Regions from separate parts of the Mus musculus genome. Here region 2 is linked to region 1. A link is a contact called in public Hi-C data. All regions are on one chromosome and are shown on one strand. Each heading gives the region's core, a stretch centred on a gene start, on an enhancer-like site or on the middle of the called end of the contact. The rest is flanking DNA. Distances are from core to core; before and after follow the strand shown. Region 1 holds the start of Ubb (ubiquitin B). Region 2 holds the start of Pmp22 (peripheral myelin protein 22).

Evidence for each region. Hi-C and Micro-C count contacts between places; a contact is called where the count stands out from the background.
Region 2: a contact with region 1 is called in a Hi-C map of muscle stem cells, with 2.5 times the contacts expected there. The contact joins the promoter of Pmp22 here to the promoter of Ubb in region 1. A contact is called at or near these places in 1 of 484 Hi-C or Micro-C datasets (muscle stem cells) and 1 of 115 datasets of contacts at active chromatin or transcription factors (bone marrow-derived macrophages).

The regions. Positions count from the first base shown.
Region 1 is chr11:62,549,570-62,552,610 of GRCm38.p6, forward strand. It overlaps Ubb (ubiquitin B), which reads left to right and starts at 1,602. Exons shown (of 2, transcript NM_011664.4): 1 at 1,602-2,026; 2 at 2,571-3,041. The coding sequence starts at 2,577.
Region 2 is chr11:63,129,806-63,132,846 of GRCm38.p6, forward strand. Pmp22 (peripheral myelin protein 22) reads left to right here and starts at 1,652. Exons shown (of 5, transcript NM_008885.3): 1 at 1,652-1,849.

The DNA of each region.
Region 1 (3,041 bases), core at 352-2,851:
GATTCCCAAGCAGCCACACAAGTACTCAGCAGTCTGTATAGTTCTAGGGTATCTGGTACCCTCCTGAGCTCCTCAGGTACCAGATACACAGGTACTATATAGACATACATACAAGGAAAACACTCAGATATAAAATACTTTTTAAAAAAATCTGTTTACATCATGCTGGGCACGATGGTCCGTGTCTTTAATTCCAACACTCGGAAGACAGAACCAAGAGAATCTCTTGTGAGCTCTTGATTTACATAGTCATCCCAGGCCAACCAGGGCTACAGAGTGATGGCCAGTCTCCAAGGGGTGGGGCTAGGGGTGAACACAGCACAAGCAACAAAAACTATGCTACGGAAAAAAAAATCTATCTTGTCCAGATGCCATTCTTTTGAAATATTATTACTGGGTTGAAGTCACCAAACGATCTACTTTGAAAACAAAACAAACTAGGAAGCAATAACCCGTCTGGCAATTGCTGGAACTTACCCCAATGAAGTCATCGCATCAATCATAAGATCAGCACTCTGGCTGAGTCTGTGCCTCAAAATGTCTGACTCAGACATACTCTGCTTGTTGAAACAAGGTCCGACTCATGCTTCCTAATAAAAATAAAATACTATGCAAAGGAGACATTTTCTGAATTTCAATTCACTTCAAATAAAATTCTACCTGCTCTTTATTCTAGAAAGCAGACTTTGGGCTGGGGAATCAAACTGGAGCTTTTGGTTCATGCTAGGCAAACCAGCTATGTTCCTAACGTTTCCTTCAGTAATATGGTAATAACTCGTAAACCTTTACAGAGTGAAGTTTAATCTGTTAGCGTAGCTAGACTTCTTACTGTACGGAAGCCGGTAGCCTATGCAAACAAAACTGTTTACATGGCCATCCTCGTGACTCCGCATGACAAAGCAATCCGAGCAGTTCTGCTCCTTCCTTGTTGATCTCGATGAGGGAAAAGCAACCACACCCAAAACCTCAGAACCTAGTCCTGAGGTTGAGGTTCTAGGATTAACGGGCCCCTTCCCTTCCTTTGCACAATAGACATCCCAATGGGAGAGGTGGGTGAACCCCGGGTACTGAGTCTAATAGGCATTTCTCCTCTTTCCTTCCTTTGTTTGTAGATTGCTGGGGAGGGAGAGAATCTGTAAGTCCGGCCGGGCTCTGGGCTGGGTCTCTGGCTAAATCCTCAGCTTCCAGCCCGGCAGCCACCCCACTCCCACCCACATCTGGGCCCGTGGGCGGCTAAGCCACAAGACAAAACAACTAAAAACACTGGCTACGGAAGCATCAATGCTCATACTGGAGGGGGCCTGGGCGAAGCTAGAGTCCAGCCAGGGGGAGCAGGGTGAGGTCGCAATTCACCCTGTGGCGTAAAGCCGCCGAGCGATGGGTGCGAGAGAACCACGGGGAACTCGGGACGCGGGGTTCCGGACGCGGGAAGAGAAGACGCCCCTCCCCCACCTCAAGCAGGAAACATCAGTATTTCGCTAAGGCGAGCGCCCGCACATGCGCACTCGGTTACTTAGCAACGTCGACGTTAAACTGCCCGAGAACCGAGCCCAGCAACAATCGAGCGGCCCGCGACCTCCACCAATCAGCGTCGGCCTCATCTTTGACTCCTCACCAATCAGCGCTGGCGCCGCAAGGAGGTTTCCAGAGCTTTCGAGGGAGGGCCCTTTAACTTGGATTCATCCGCGTGATGATTTTTTCAATTTTTTGCACGAGAGGAGACGAGACGCCGGGAATACAGTGTCTCTCGTTTGGTAGTACTCTTTTCTTTGGTTCTGAAGAATCGGGAGCTCGGCAAAAACGCCTAATTGGTCTGGGGGAGGTGGGGGCCCGCGGAACTACTTTCGGTGGCGCAGGAAGACAACAGCTACGTAGGAGTGAGCAGTCACGCAACAGACGCTGCATAAATAGCGGCTCGCGCGGCCACTGAGCTCAGTGACGAGAGGCTTTGTCCGGTTCGGCGGTCTTTCTGTGAGGGTGTTTCGACGCGCTGGGCGGTTTGTGCTTTCATCACATTTGTTAACAGGTATTTGTCTACGGCGTTTGAATCATGGGAGGATTTAGAGAGGGGGCTTACGTGGTGCTAAGCGGGCCTTTTTTTTCTTGGGGTGGGGGAGGGGAGCGAGGTGACGTGACGCGGCAACGGGCCTTCCGGGAAGAGTGGGCCTTGGTCGCGTGCGCGGAGCGGGGGCGGCCCTGGCGCGCGCGCCAGGGAGCTTAACGGACGCTTAACCGATGGAGAGTCCATCGTGGTTATTTCAGTGGGGGGAGGCAGAAAAGAGGTACTTCTCACTCGGGCATTGTTTATTACTTGAATTTTTATCGATGGCTTCTGGTCTGGATATTTTTTATTTTCAATTTATCATGTCTATTGTTAGCGAACTTGGATGCCCCGCAGTTGATGAATGTTCCAAATGCCAGTTTAGTGTTTTGGAAAGGTTTAGCAGTTTGAAACCATGACAAAACAGGTTTTATGTTATGACAAAAAGGGGAGGAGTTTTGAGTAGAAGTATTTTGTAGGGAATCGAAGATTTTAGTAGGCTTTTAAATTTTTACCTTTTAAATTCAAGGTCAAAATGCAGATCTTCGTGAAGACCCTGACCGGCAAGACCATCACCCTAGAGGTGGAGCCCAGTGACACCATCGAGAACGTGAAGGCCAAGATCCAGGATAAAGAGGGCATCCCCCCTGACCAGCAGAGGCTGATCTTTGCCGGCAAGCAGCTGGAAGATGGCCGCACCCTCTCTGATTACAACATCCAGAAGGAGTCAACCCTGCACCTGGTCCTTCGCCTGAGAGGTGGCATGCAGATCTTCGTGAAGACCCTGACCGGCAAGACCATCACCCTGGAGGTGGAGCCCAGTGACACCATCGAGAACGTGAAGGCCAAGATCCAGGATAAAGAGGGCATCCCCCCTGACCAGCAGAGGCTGATCTTTGCCGGCAAGCAGCTGGAAGATGGCCGCACCCTCTCTGATTACAACATCCAGAAAGAGTCAACCCTGCACCTGGTCCTCCGTCTGAGGGGTGGCATGCAGATC
Region 2 (3,041 bases), core at 402-2,901, 580 kb after region 1:
CCAGCAATGACTTCTAGGACACATCTAACCTTTAGAAATGACCCAGGAAACTGAAGATTTACTTCCATTGCCGCAGTCACTCCCCAGCCGCATGCCTTCTCGTGCAGCCGTATAACTCTGGGCATTCTCTAATCTGTTTTAGTACCGAGGTGGACAGGCCAGCCCCTTGAAGGGCTGTGATTGTTAAGTGTAGTGTGCTCAGAATAGGGGCGTGTTAGAGGACTGGACCTGTGTTTTGTTCCAGACACAGAGCTAATGGCTCTGAGCCTGTCATTAGGATCACCACGCCCTTCGGTGTAGGCAGCGGCCGTTCTTCCCAGAGGAAAACATTGAATGCTCAATGAATGCTCACGACAGGAGCACTAGTTGATTAGGTGTGGACCGAGTGCAGAGCTCTGGCTTCAACCTCTGCCATGCATCTCCTCTCAGCCTCCTGTGTGCCAAGCACAGGTACGACACCTGGCATTGGCAGGGAACTGAATAAAAATGTCACACATACTCTTTATTTTTAATCCGATGAGAAATTTTAAAAGATCATTGTCTGAAGAATGCTTCAAGTTTATTTTTTTATGTAATGAGCAAGCATATACAATTAGCTCAAGTAGCGGCTACTGTCAAAAAACAAAATAATATGGAACTATCTGAGTCTCCCAGGGCTTTATGACTCACTGCTCTTAACAGGTAGGGAGGGTGTGGATATGCAGGTAGAGACTTTAACACACGGGCTCCTTGCTCAGTCAGCCAATACAGGTGACCTGATGGTTAGTTGGGCACATCTCCAAGAAGAGCTGGCTAGCCTCTCCCTTCTTAACTCTGGGCGGCCACACTCAAGTGCCTATGAATCAGCTAGTTTCTCTGGCTGCTCTTCCTGCACCTCAGATGGCCACTTCTCTCACCCCTACCCCCATGGCCAGGACTCCAGCCAAGGCTGGGAGCCAGGCCAGCTTGCCTCAGGCAAACTTCGCCTGGAGCTTATATGCAGTTGTAAAATCTGGTTTTGCCAAGCTTAGGAGGAGCCGGATCCTAGAGCCCCACCCCTCTGTCCGTCTGTCCGTCCATCCGTCCGTCAAGCTTGGATTTTCCTCCCCTCCCTTCTCTCTTGGATTGGGGTCCCAGCCTAGCCCTCTAGATATGTACCCCGAATCCCAGTAAACCAGCATACTTTCTAGGTACAAACAGGGATAGCGAGGATGGGTGTTTTAAAGACTAGCCCAGTTAAGACCCCAGCGCAGGTCAGGTGCGCCAAGACCTGAGGTCCTGGCTGCTAGTAGGAGAGGTGATCCAGCTACACAGTCCCCGAATGGGCACAGTTCACTTCAGTGTTCCCGAGAACCCAGCACTGCGCACTTGGGGAGTGAGGCAGGGAGGTGGGTACGAAATCTAGCAATCTTTATCCATGTGCGCTGAGGGGACAGGGGCGAAGGTGCAATGTATTGGTCAACAGGGCCCGAGTACCACAGATCTAGGGAAGGTGAGAGACGAGAAGCCCAGGGTCCTCCAGCTTTAAGTAAAAGTCGAGGTTTTGCAGAGATCTGGTTTTTCCGGGGGTGTCTTTAAGTCCAAGTAACTGTCTGGCAGTCGGCGCCCCGCCCGCCCGCCTGCCCCCTCTCCTCAGGGAGGCCCGCCCTCCCGCACACGCTGACCCTGGGACACACCCTTCTGCAGCGACGCAAATAGGGCGTAGTTCCCGTTAAAGGGGAACACCGGGAGCCTCCCACTGCCCCCTTGCTTTGCGCGCGCGCTGACCCGCAGCACAGCTGTCTTTGGGGACGCCAGCAACCCAGTGGACGCACCGGAGTTTGTGCCTGAGGCTAATCTGCTCTGAGATAGCTGTCCCTTTGAACTGAAAGTAAGTTGGTAGGGAAAGTGAAGAAGGTGGTGGTGGTGGGGGGCATAAAGCTGGGCATCATCTGGAAATGCTATGCCTAAAGCGGGGACGGGGCTCTGACCCTCCATAGGGCCGCCTTGTGACAAGAACGTGGAGACCCCTTCCTACATCCTAGCCTACCGGAGGGACACACCTAGGACTGCCTCTGCATCGTCCAGACCAGGGTGGTGGCGGTGTCTGGATAGAGGGTTGCTGGGGCGGCCTTGTGATTCTTTCCAGAGGATGTACTGTTAAAATACACGAGTCTCTGGTCCTTCGGGTTCTAGCCGCAGGCCCTATGGTGTTCTTGGTCTCTGCTACTTGAAGCCATCCAATGAAATTTGAATTTTCTGGAAATCATGGGGAAAATCTTGCTTATATCTTCAGTGCATTCCTGGCTTTTTGTCTTTGATGTGTTCCTTGGGAGGAAAATGGACGTGTCTGGGATAGAATACTTGTCAAAACTAATTTAGAAGTCTCCTTGGTCTAAGGTTCTATCCTTAACTGGTTCACTCAGCTGCAGCCAGATTTTCACGGCTGTACACATTCACTATCAGGTCACCCAAGTTTTAGCTCCCTAAAGTCTGAAGTGGAGGGGGAGGTAGGGTAGGAGATAGTATCTTCGGACCTTGGAAACACGTCTTGCCTGCTCTGACTTGCGAGAATTCTCAGACTCAATCAGCCTCTTTACGCACTGTCTCCTTCCCTCCAGTCAGCAGCAACCAAGGGATAGGGCCCCTGGCGCATCTATTCGGGATGGGGCTTTGGACAGGGGTCCGCAAGTGCGGCGGGCTCAGCCTAGCTCTCCTTGGGGCCGTCCAGGGGGTGCCTGTGGAGCTGGCGGGGCTGAAGGCTCTTCACCCCCCGGGGCGCAGGGAAGGCGCGGAACCCTGCGCGCGGGAAGCTCCGGAGCCGGGCAATCCTCCAGCCCGCCTGCTCTCCCGCTCCCCCAGCCGCCAGCATCTAGGCCGAGCCGGGGGCGGGGCGGCTGCTCTCCGCTGGCAAAAACGGGTGGAAACTTGGAGGCAAGTAACGGAACGCGGGGCGCGCTGGGGTCTGGGAAACCAGCCTCGGGTGGCGGGCGACCCCAGGCCTCTGGCTGTGAGCCTGGCGCCGCCCGCTGAGCCTCCAGTCTCGGGGGGAATCCACCCTGTGACTGGGTCAGGGACGTGGC